2 separate regions of the Cydia pomonella genome follow, and region 1 is linked to region 2. A link is a contact called in public Hi-C data. All regions are on one chromosome and are shown on one strand. The core of a region is the stretch at or near the end of the contact, and the rest is flanking DNA. Distances in the headings are between cores, read along the strand shown. Region 1 holds the start of LOC133520615 (trypsin alpha-3-like). Region 2 holds the start of LOC133520614 (zinc finger MIZ domain-containing protein 1).

Region 1 (4,251 bases), core at 1,488-3,987, 190 kb after region 2:
TCAATATAATTCAGGAATTTGGACAACTGACCCATTGTTCCAAGCCAAGGTTCGGGAAACTGTTAGAAAAAGGACACCTGTTTTAGGTGATGAGAGGCGATGCAATCCGTCGACCCTAAATTGATGGGACAGTCAGCATCAAAAGTAGCGGATCAAACAACGCTTCAAAAGTATCTGCCATTCTGTAACAGCTTAACAAAAAGTGATGGTTATATATGTAGAACAATTTAGACTGTAAAACATATACTTTAGGATGTGCATTTTAGAGATTTACCTACATTTAGAAAATTTATCCGGAATATCAGGTACTTTTGGTGCGTTGTTTCATCCGCTACTTTTGATGCTGACTGTACCAACAGTTGTAATACATAATAATAACAAATAAATATTATAACACAAATTGACTAAGTCCCACAGTTGTCAGATTGTAAAGTTGCAGCTGAAGCTGTGAAAACACCGAAGTAGTCACTCGAACTCCAAAATTATAGGTATTAAGGCAGGTTAAACTCATCAAGTAGGTGCCTGCTATAATTTAGCTGAATTTCATGGGAAGTTCAAACTTACAAGTTCCTTTTATTCATAACTTAGGTAAGTGAACGGATATCCGATTGAAAAGTTTCGCGATCTGCGACATTACAGTAGGTATAAGTAACATTGAATCTTTGACTTTTTCGCATTACACCACCCATTGAAGGATTTTTACGAGTAGTTCACCTAGAGCAGCTACATTCATCAGATCATTAATCCCAAACATTTGCAAGTTTCCCATTAATCCAAGAGTAGTACTTAGATACCCTAGTGTACACGCCAGGGTAAGATTCTTCCGCGCAGCCTTCACCCCAGGACACTATGCCGACGAGGAGGTTGTCGGAGACGAGGGGCCCGCCGGAGTCCCCCTGGCAGGCGTCCCGGGCTGGTGAGGAGGCGCTTGCACAAAGCATGCCGGATGTGATGGCTGCGATGCGCAGATACGCATGGGCGCAGGTCCACTGCTCGACCACGTTCACTTTAGCAGCGAGCAGCACTGATGACGCTGTCCCTTCGAACTGCAAGTAAGAAAATGCAAAATAATATTTGTTGCTTAAAGAACTGTTCATCTACAAAACTATCTTTAAATGTTGGATATCGAGACTGTTTTGTTGAATCTCGCTTAGTCTAGATGTTAAATTAGAATATTAGAATGTTCAATTTTTTGAATTGATATTTTACGATAATTGATTTTATTTATATAGGTATTTCTTTAGTTGACGGATGTGTGTATACCAGAAATATCTTATTCTGACATTCTTGTATTTTGCTATTCTAAAATATTATGATTACTTACCGATGTTGTACCGTATCCTGACACCAAAGCTTCACTCCCTGCCGTCAAACTATGGTTTGGCGGAGCTAAAGCTACGCTCTGGACATTCTTTCCAAACCTCATCTTCTTGGAAGTGACCAAGACGGCAATGTCATTTTCCAGGGTGGAGGAAGAGTATTCCTCATGGACATGTACTACGGAGATTTCGTAAGTTGTACCACCGCTCAGTCGTGAGGAGGTGCCCACTATTAGTCGGAGGTATGATGGTTCCGTTACGTAACTTGAAGAAAGAAGAAAAAATGTTAGATCTGTCAGCAATCATCTGCTCCCACGACATATAAAAAAAATGAAGTAAGTAGAAAAAGGCGAGGCAACATTAAATTTAGAGCATGACTGGTTCCTGGACCCTGTTGGTGCTCCAAACATGAGAATCGCGCTCATATTTGGAGCACCTTCAGGGTTCAGTGATCGCAACCATCGTTACTATAACTACTACTTTTCTACGGGCGACAGCTTCAAAATAATTGTGCATCATTTGATGGCATTGGCGTCATTTGTGCTTTAGCCTGTCACACGAATCATCACACTTTTACATATGTATAAAGCCTCTTCAAAGCATTTATTATTGTGCGCTGAAGTTCTAGGCTTCCATAGATTCCTTCTTTAGCTATTCTCAGATCAACCCACACACTACCACCATCGAAATATTAAAAAGTCCTTACCTAACTCCACAATGAGCCGCAGTAAGCACTGCTCGCACGTTGATGACGACCGCCCCACACATATGACCCCAGCCGGAGATGAGTCGCCGACGTAACGTCGCCTGGTATGGCACGTCCGATATGTCCACCGTATAACCGTTAACTATGCGTGCTGACTCTTCTACAACATTATCCGTAGGCAGTGATGCTACAGCTACAAAGAGACCTGCAATCAAATAAAGTAATATGACTTTTTCGAATACATCTATATTTTATATGCTATGCTAGTACCGACCTACCAGGAGTATAAAAAAAATTGCGGGGGTAAGGTTCTCTTTTACTAACGCTTCAAAAGAACCTATATATGCCTAATCATTTTAACCTTGATCGATTAAGAGCATAGCCTAGGAAAGTTCCTGTCTGCAGCAGCTGTAATTGCACACCTTTTACTAAATAAATTATATACTTATACTTACGTTAAACACATGTAACTGTGACTCCAAAATGCAGGGCACAGGTATCTCTCTTTCGTGAAGGGGTTTGGCTTAGACTCGTAGTCATCACGCCAGCCCAATGTAGATGTGGATTGGAAACCCACATCTTTCAATTATTTCGCTGATTTATAGAGCAGTAAATTTAAATAAAACTTACCTAGCAAGATATATTTTTGGAAGGCTATCCGCATTTTGGCAAGTAAAACAATCGACTAACGCAGAATTGGCATCTCATCGATAGTTGCAGATACGTTATCTACAGTAGTGGTACTCGAGATCTCTTTATCTGAGTTTTACTTGCTTCGCGGTTTATCCTTAACCATTCATAATGTTATCATAATGCTCATATTACTCTTTGGAATGTATTAGTTTGATAAAATTCTGTTTATCAACTTTTTTTTATTCTCGCTGTAATTATATAAGTAACCGCAGAATAAGTGTTTGTAAGTAATAAATAATATAACATAATTAGGTATAACATAATTAATGGCCTGATTCGAACTTTGAGATACGTCGTAAAGATACGATATGGATTAGATATCTGTGTCAAGAATGACGTTTCTTCTGACAAAAACGTCACTTTTGACACTGACATATCAAATTCATATCGTATCTTTGGGAAATTTTCGATGTATCTTGAATTTCGATACGGGCCGTAAGTTATTTATATCTACATCAAATAATAATCGATTATTTTGTCTGATGAAGGGATCCATAGAATTTATTCAAATACGAGTATGTATTACAGGCAAGTATTGCTAAGGGTTAAGGGGTCATGGTGCTTATGATTTAAAAATAGTTTTTGATTACATGGTTGCCCTTGTATTATGTCTGGTTTTATTAAGGTGAATCATAGCTGCACGTATAGACGTTTATCGGGTGCACCTTATCACTTTAGGGAAATACGTTGTTATGGATATCCCCTTTTTTATCGTACATTTATTTTACTGTACTTTCCGTATGTCCAGGATACCCGCTGGATTAACATCTGAATTGTAAATTTTATGATTTGCAGTAGGCTGATATCCCAGTCTGTTTTTTTATCACGTATTAAGTTTTTCATCATTTGTTTTGTTTCTTAATATGTATCCCATATACCAATAATACTTATAAGCCTCTGGTGGTATTACAATTAACGTCCTCGTACAAAACATTTATGAGCTCATTAGATTGCATCACATTATCAATAACATTAATTGTTTCGTTTTATAAATACGTGAAATTGCATTTTAATCACTTGCTTCTGAATGGTACGATAAAACCAAAATTTAAATGTTGCAGTATTAAGAGATCAGTTACAAAACGTAAGTACGCACTTAATTCAAGCTTATTCACTTCATAAATATCTTTGACCATAAAATGCTGGTAAATGTGCGGAAAGCATTATTTAATTATGTTTAGTTTTATAAAGTGCAGTGTGTTTATTGCCGATTTTATGAAGTATTCATTTATTAACCATATAAATTAAATCACGCGTTAAGTACCACGAAACATGGTTGTTTACATACAAACTTATTGACAACGAAAGTTAATAAATACGTAACTGGAGTCGTAATTTGCTTGCAAAAAGTTATTGGTTGGCAACAATGCATGGTGTTTTATACGTAAGTAGGGACCTAAAATAGTGTTAACTATCGCACTGATATACAATTATTAGTTTGCCTACTTTAAAAATATTTATAATTATGTATTAAATTCGTCTAAATACTCTAAATCGTATATGTACTAGGTTATGACGGTCAATATTTCTAAC
Region 2 (4,390 bases), core at 865-3,364:
AAACAAGTTGGTACGTAGGTAAGTGTGAAGTTTCGGTAACTGATAAAGCGAAGACGCGCGTCCTCTGCATATTTGTGTATGTACTCCGCCTAACTAGGCGAGAAGGAAAAATTTATTCTAACTACTAGCATAATTGTGTCTTGATATCTTCCTGGTTATTTCACGGCCAGTATCATTGCGAAATATTACGTCGTAATTTTATTACTGACTTTTCCCTAGTTGTGTGTTGTCAACTGATAATTGTTTATTGACGTTTCATTGCAAATATAAACTGTCAGGCGTAATTTAGGCGGGAATTTTTAAATGACTATACCTGACAAAAAATCTCTTTGACAACTAAGGTTTACGTTTTAATTTCCGACTACGGACTCACCGAAGCTGCCGTGAATGGATTTAATAAGTGAAAAAAAGTATCTGTGTGTATGGCAAATTCTGTCAAAATGTTTATCATGTTGACATGGCAAGAAGTCATTAACTATAGTCATTTTGTAGCTTTAATTCACGTGATCTTTGGCGGATCGATCTCTAGATCAATAAAATAGCTAATGCACCAGTAGATAAAGGTATAATGTTTACGATTTTTTTCTAGTTTTTGATGAGCTTTATGTCACCAAGTAAATAGTAAGAAAATATCCGTATTGAATACATTTCGTTCACTCATGTCCATAATCCGAGCACCAAAAAGGCTTCACTCACCTAGGGGCGTTGACCCTGTATCCTATATTCGCTTGCAGAGGGTTGTGCTTGTCCACAGCGGCCCCAAAGCTGGCGGAACCCGCGTAGCCGACCGAGCCAGTAGAGTTCGCCGTCCTGTCGGCCAAGGGACACCCTCTGAAACACGATGCACCTCGATGTAGCTCGAATTCTCACTCCCCAATCTCCCTATTCAACCCTTGGTTTATAAGCCAGGTTAAATGTCAAAAATCTTCAAATGTTTTTTTAAAGACTTGTATTATCGTAAATCTTCGTGCGAAAATTTCCTGAACGCCCCAATAGCGTACGTGTCAGACGTACTTTTTTTTATCGCGCTAAGCGCCGTAAATTTCGCTTCAGCCAGCACGTCAACAATCGAAACGTTCATCGAGTCGTGGCACTTTACATAATTCATAAACCTTTATTCAGGTATTCCGATGGATGCACGCTCACTGAAAATTTCCGGTGAATTTTTCCACGTTTTTAATGGATTATCCGATGGATAAAAAAAAATTGTTCTATATTTTATATTGCACTTGAAAAAAATCCTTTCGTGAATTTCTCTTCCAGTTATCAATTTCAACCCTTTTTTGTGTACGTCACGATGAACGCTTCGCTCGTGAGTCCCGTCAGTCGATCAGCTGTGGCAAAATCCAACGTGCGCTCTATTTTACGACAGGTGGTGTGTGTCTATAGTTCAGTTTTAGACAAGTTTATGTAATTTTATTCGTTGATAAATATTATTTACTTGTATACATATTTTTAATAATGATTTTTATAATTCACAACGATTTTTATTTACTTGTAAAACTTCTATAAACACCACGCAAAACTTAAAAAAAAATCACTTTATTTACTTGAGTTAGCACTGTCACGGGGCACAAATCCTTTGAGGAATCACTCAGTTTTTCTTTCCAAAATCCAATGTTATCACATAAATGCAATCCTTTTGGTAAGTTCACTGCACTGTTTTGTTGTTCAAAATCCACAAAAGTCTCAAATCACAAAACTTTTAAAACAATCCAAATCCTGTGTGATGAGATTTTTTTTTTTCCACTGTATTCCAGTATTTGATAAGGGTCCTGAATATGGTTATCGTCTACACGAGAGTCCGACTTTGAAATCACCGAAACATTATTGACGTGCGTTCGCGAGAGTCGACAGCAACGTCACTGACGGCGAGCAACCGCGTGTTCGGCCGCCAAAGGTAACACTGGCGAGCCGGCGACGGTGAGTGGATGCGGCGCGGGGCGCTCCCACCCCGCGCGGCGTTGCCAGCTCGCGGCGATAAGTGGCGCACCCCCGCGTCCCCCGCTCGGGTGTCGTCGTCTCGACACTCGGCATTCGGCCGCGCTCGGGCGTCGCCGTCGCTCCCTCGGCCCGCTCGCTTCGTCTCGCGCGCTCGACGTTTTCACGTAACGGTCCCCGATCGAGCGTGATACAGCGAGTGCGATAGTTGCAACGCTCTGTTCTGTCGTCATTCGATTAGGCAGTACAATCGAAGTAGATCGCTATTGCAGGATGATACTGCCACTTAATATAATCATGTCGTATTTTATTATTAGTAGCATATTTATAGTCTTCAATTGATTATTCCATAATTATATTATTTAATTACTACATTACAAGGTTAACGAGCTGCGTGTAACACTATAAAATATCTAGGTACTTATAATTATCTGGGTGTCCTAGAGATAAAGGTGCGCAAAGATGGCACCACTGTTTAACCTAAGCCGCCATGTTTGAGGACAATATTGAATTTGGCGCCAAGTTTCAAATTTAAAAACACTTGAAAATATTTAACCTACGCAAGAATGATTATCAATCAATGTCTAAGTAAGTTACAACAATTAGTATCCAACTTATTCTGCGTGTATTCAATGATTAACTGATTAAGCTTTCGTCTGTGTTTGATAAGGATCGTAACTGAATTATTCAGTCATCTATTATTATTGTTTACAGACAAGACAAGATTTACTTTTATTTTAGACCAATAAATTACACATACGAAAGGTTAAGAAAAGGAATTTTCGACCGCAAATGCGAGGTCATTAAAAATGACAGTGTTAATCTAAATGCTACCGACCTCACCTACCTGATAAAACTATAAAAAAAAAAAAAACATAAATAAGGCATACAGGCAACATTGGGTATCTCCACTTTCGTGATAACCTGGAAAGTGTACAGGTAGCTACCGGCAAATTCGGACGTCTCCACGCTTGATACCCTAACTGGCAAGGCGTAGTCGCTATGTTTTTGCGCAGCGGCAGCGGTCAAGCAGCGTACGGGCATAATAATTAGCGGCGATAAACAATAGGCATGTCCTCTCCGCTACCTGACGACGAGGACGTCAGTCGTCCTGCCATGTCCTTGCCGCTCGCTAGGTCGACTCACACCAAATCACGCACACCTTCAAAACAAATACATCTTAAGCGAACGCGTGACGTACTCAATAATTATCTTTTAATTGTTATTGACAATATTGAGTAGGTACTTAATATTATAGGGATCACGAATATAAAAACTGTCAAGATAATGAGATTATCGATGTTTAATAGTTCTGTCGCTAATTTTATATTTTAGTACATCAATTCGCGACGGTATATTGGAGAGAAATGAATTACACATTAGAGAGATATTTCTTTGGGAATTGTACTAAATATTTAGGGTTCTCATATCGAAGGCCAAAAATATCTTTATAAGTATTCAGAATGTCACGATTATAGAATTCATCTTATAAGTGGTAAGGTACTCCATGCCCTTAAGTATAAGAGACGTTTTTATCAGGAAATATTAAGTCATACAAATGTAGCCAGAATTCAGCACCATCCCAAACATTTGGCAGTGCAACCCTAACTAATAGTCCTCTTACTCGTAGTTGAACGGAAATCGTAACGTTTCTGTGTACTGTCGCGCATGTGATACATGGTCATTACAGTAATGAAAACACGTTTAGTTTTACTACAGCAAGAAAACTACCGGAAAGTAAATGGCGGTAACAAAACTTTAAACTGAAAGTCACGGTAGTAAGGCGTAACGTAACGCCGTACGTTTCGTAGTAACTACGCGTGCGCGAGCGCCGGCGCGGGAAAGTCGGGAAAGCGCCGCGCGCGCTACTAACTTTTCTCGATTATGTAGACCTTAAGTCTACGTGTTAAAATCTATAATCCAATGGCAGCCGGCAAAATTTGAAAAGGTTCCTGTTCACATTCCTCTAATGACGACCTCTTGCCACTCATTTATAAAAATCACTTACTAATCACTTTGGATTTGTTCCAATTCTCAGTGGAGATTCGGTTTTTCTAATAGATTTAAGACAGCTATGGTAAAAACGCATGCTGCTGTCGTCGTTTTAGTGAATGTATCAATTAACAACCGTGAAAATATTCACAACCAAATTTTTTTGTCTGTTTTTGAGAAGGTGAATAGATACGCATTTAAATCCTTAAAACACCACAAGAATATAATTATTTGACCGGTGTTTATTTACAATATTATTATGAAATTTAACTGGGCTTGCAAAAAAGATTTGGATACCTTTCGGTACGGAATCCGAAGCTTTTTAAAGCAAAATTAGATGTTACGAATTATCAGTTACGCTATTCTTAAGTAGTAACTTTAGAGAAGCACGAGTATGCTGGTCAATCAAATACATTTTCGACCCAAACTCAAAGCTTTATTAAAATATTTTTGAGAA

The links. Hi-C and Micro-C count contacts between places; a contact is called where the count stands out from the background.
Region 1: a Hi-C map of whole body shows a contact between it and region 2, with 4 times the contacts expected there. The contact joins the promoter of LOC133520615 here to the promoter of LOC133520614 in region 2. A contact is called at or near these places in 2 of 2 Hi-C or Micro-C datasets (both in whole body).

Annotation. Positions count from the first base shown.
Region 1 is chr8:13,335,400-13,339,650 of ilCydPomo1, forward strand. LOC133520615 (trypsin alpha-3-like) reads right to left here and starts at 2,738. Exons shown (of 4, transcript XM_061855133.1): 1 at 2,656-2,738; 2 at 2,026-2,230; 3 at 1,325-1,583; 4 at 1-1,046. The coding sequence starts at 2,689. The coding sequence ends at 741.
Region 2 is chr8:13,143,145-13,147,534 of ilCydPomo1, forward strand. LOC133520614 (zinc finger MIZ domain-containing protein 1) reads right to left here and starts at 2,115. Exons shown (of 11, transcript XM_061855132.1): 1 at 1,551-2,115; 2 at 697-831.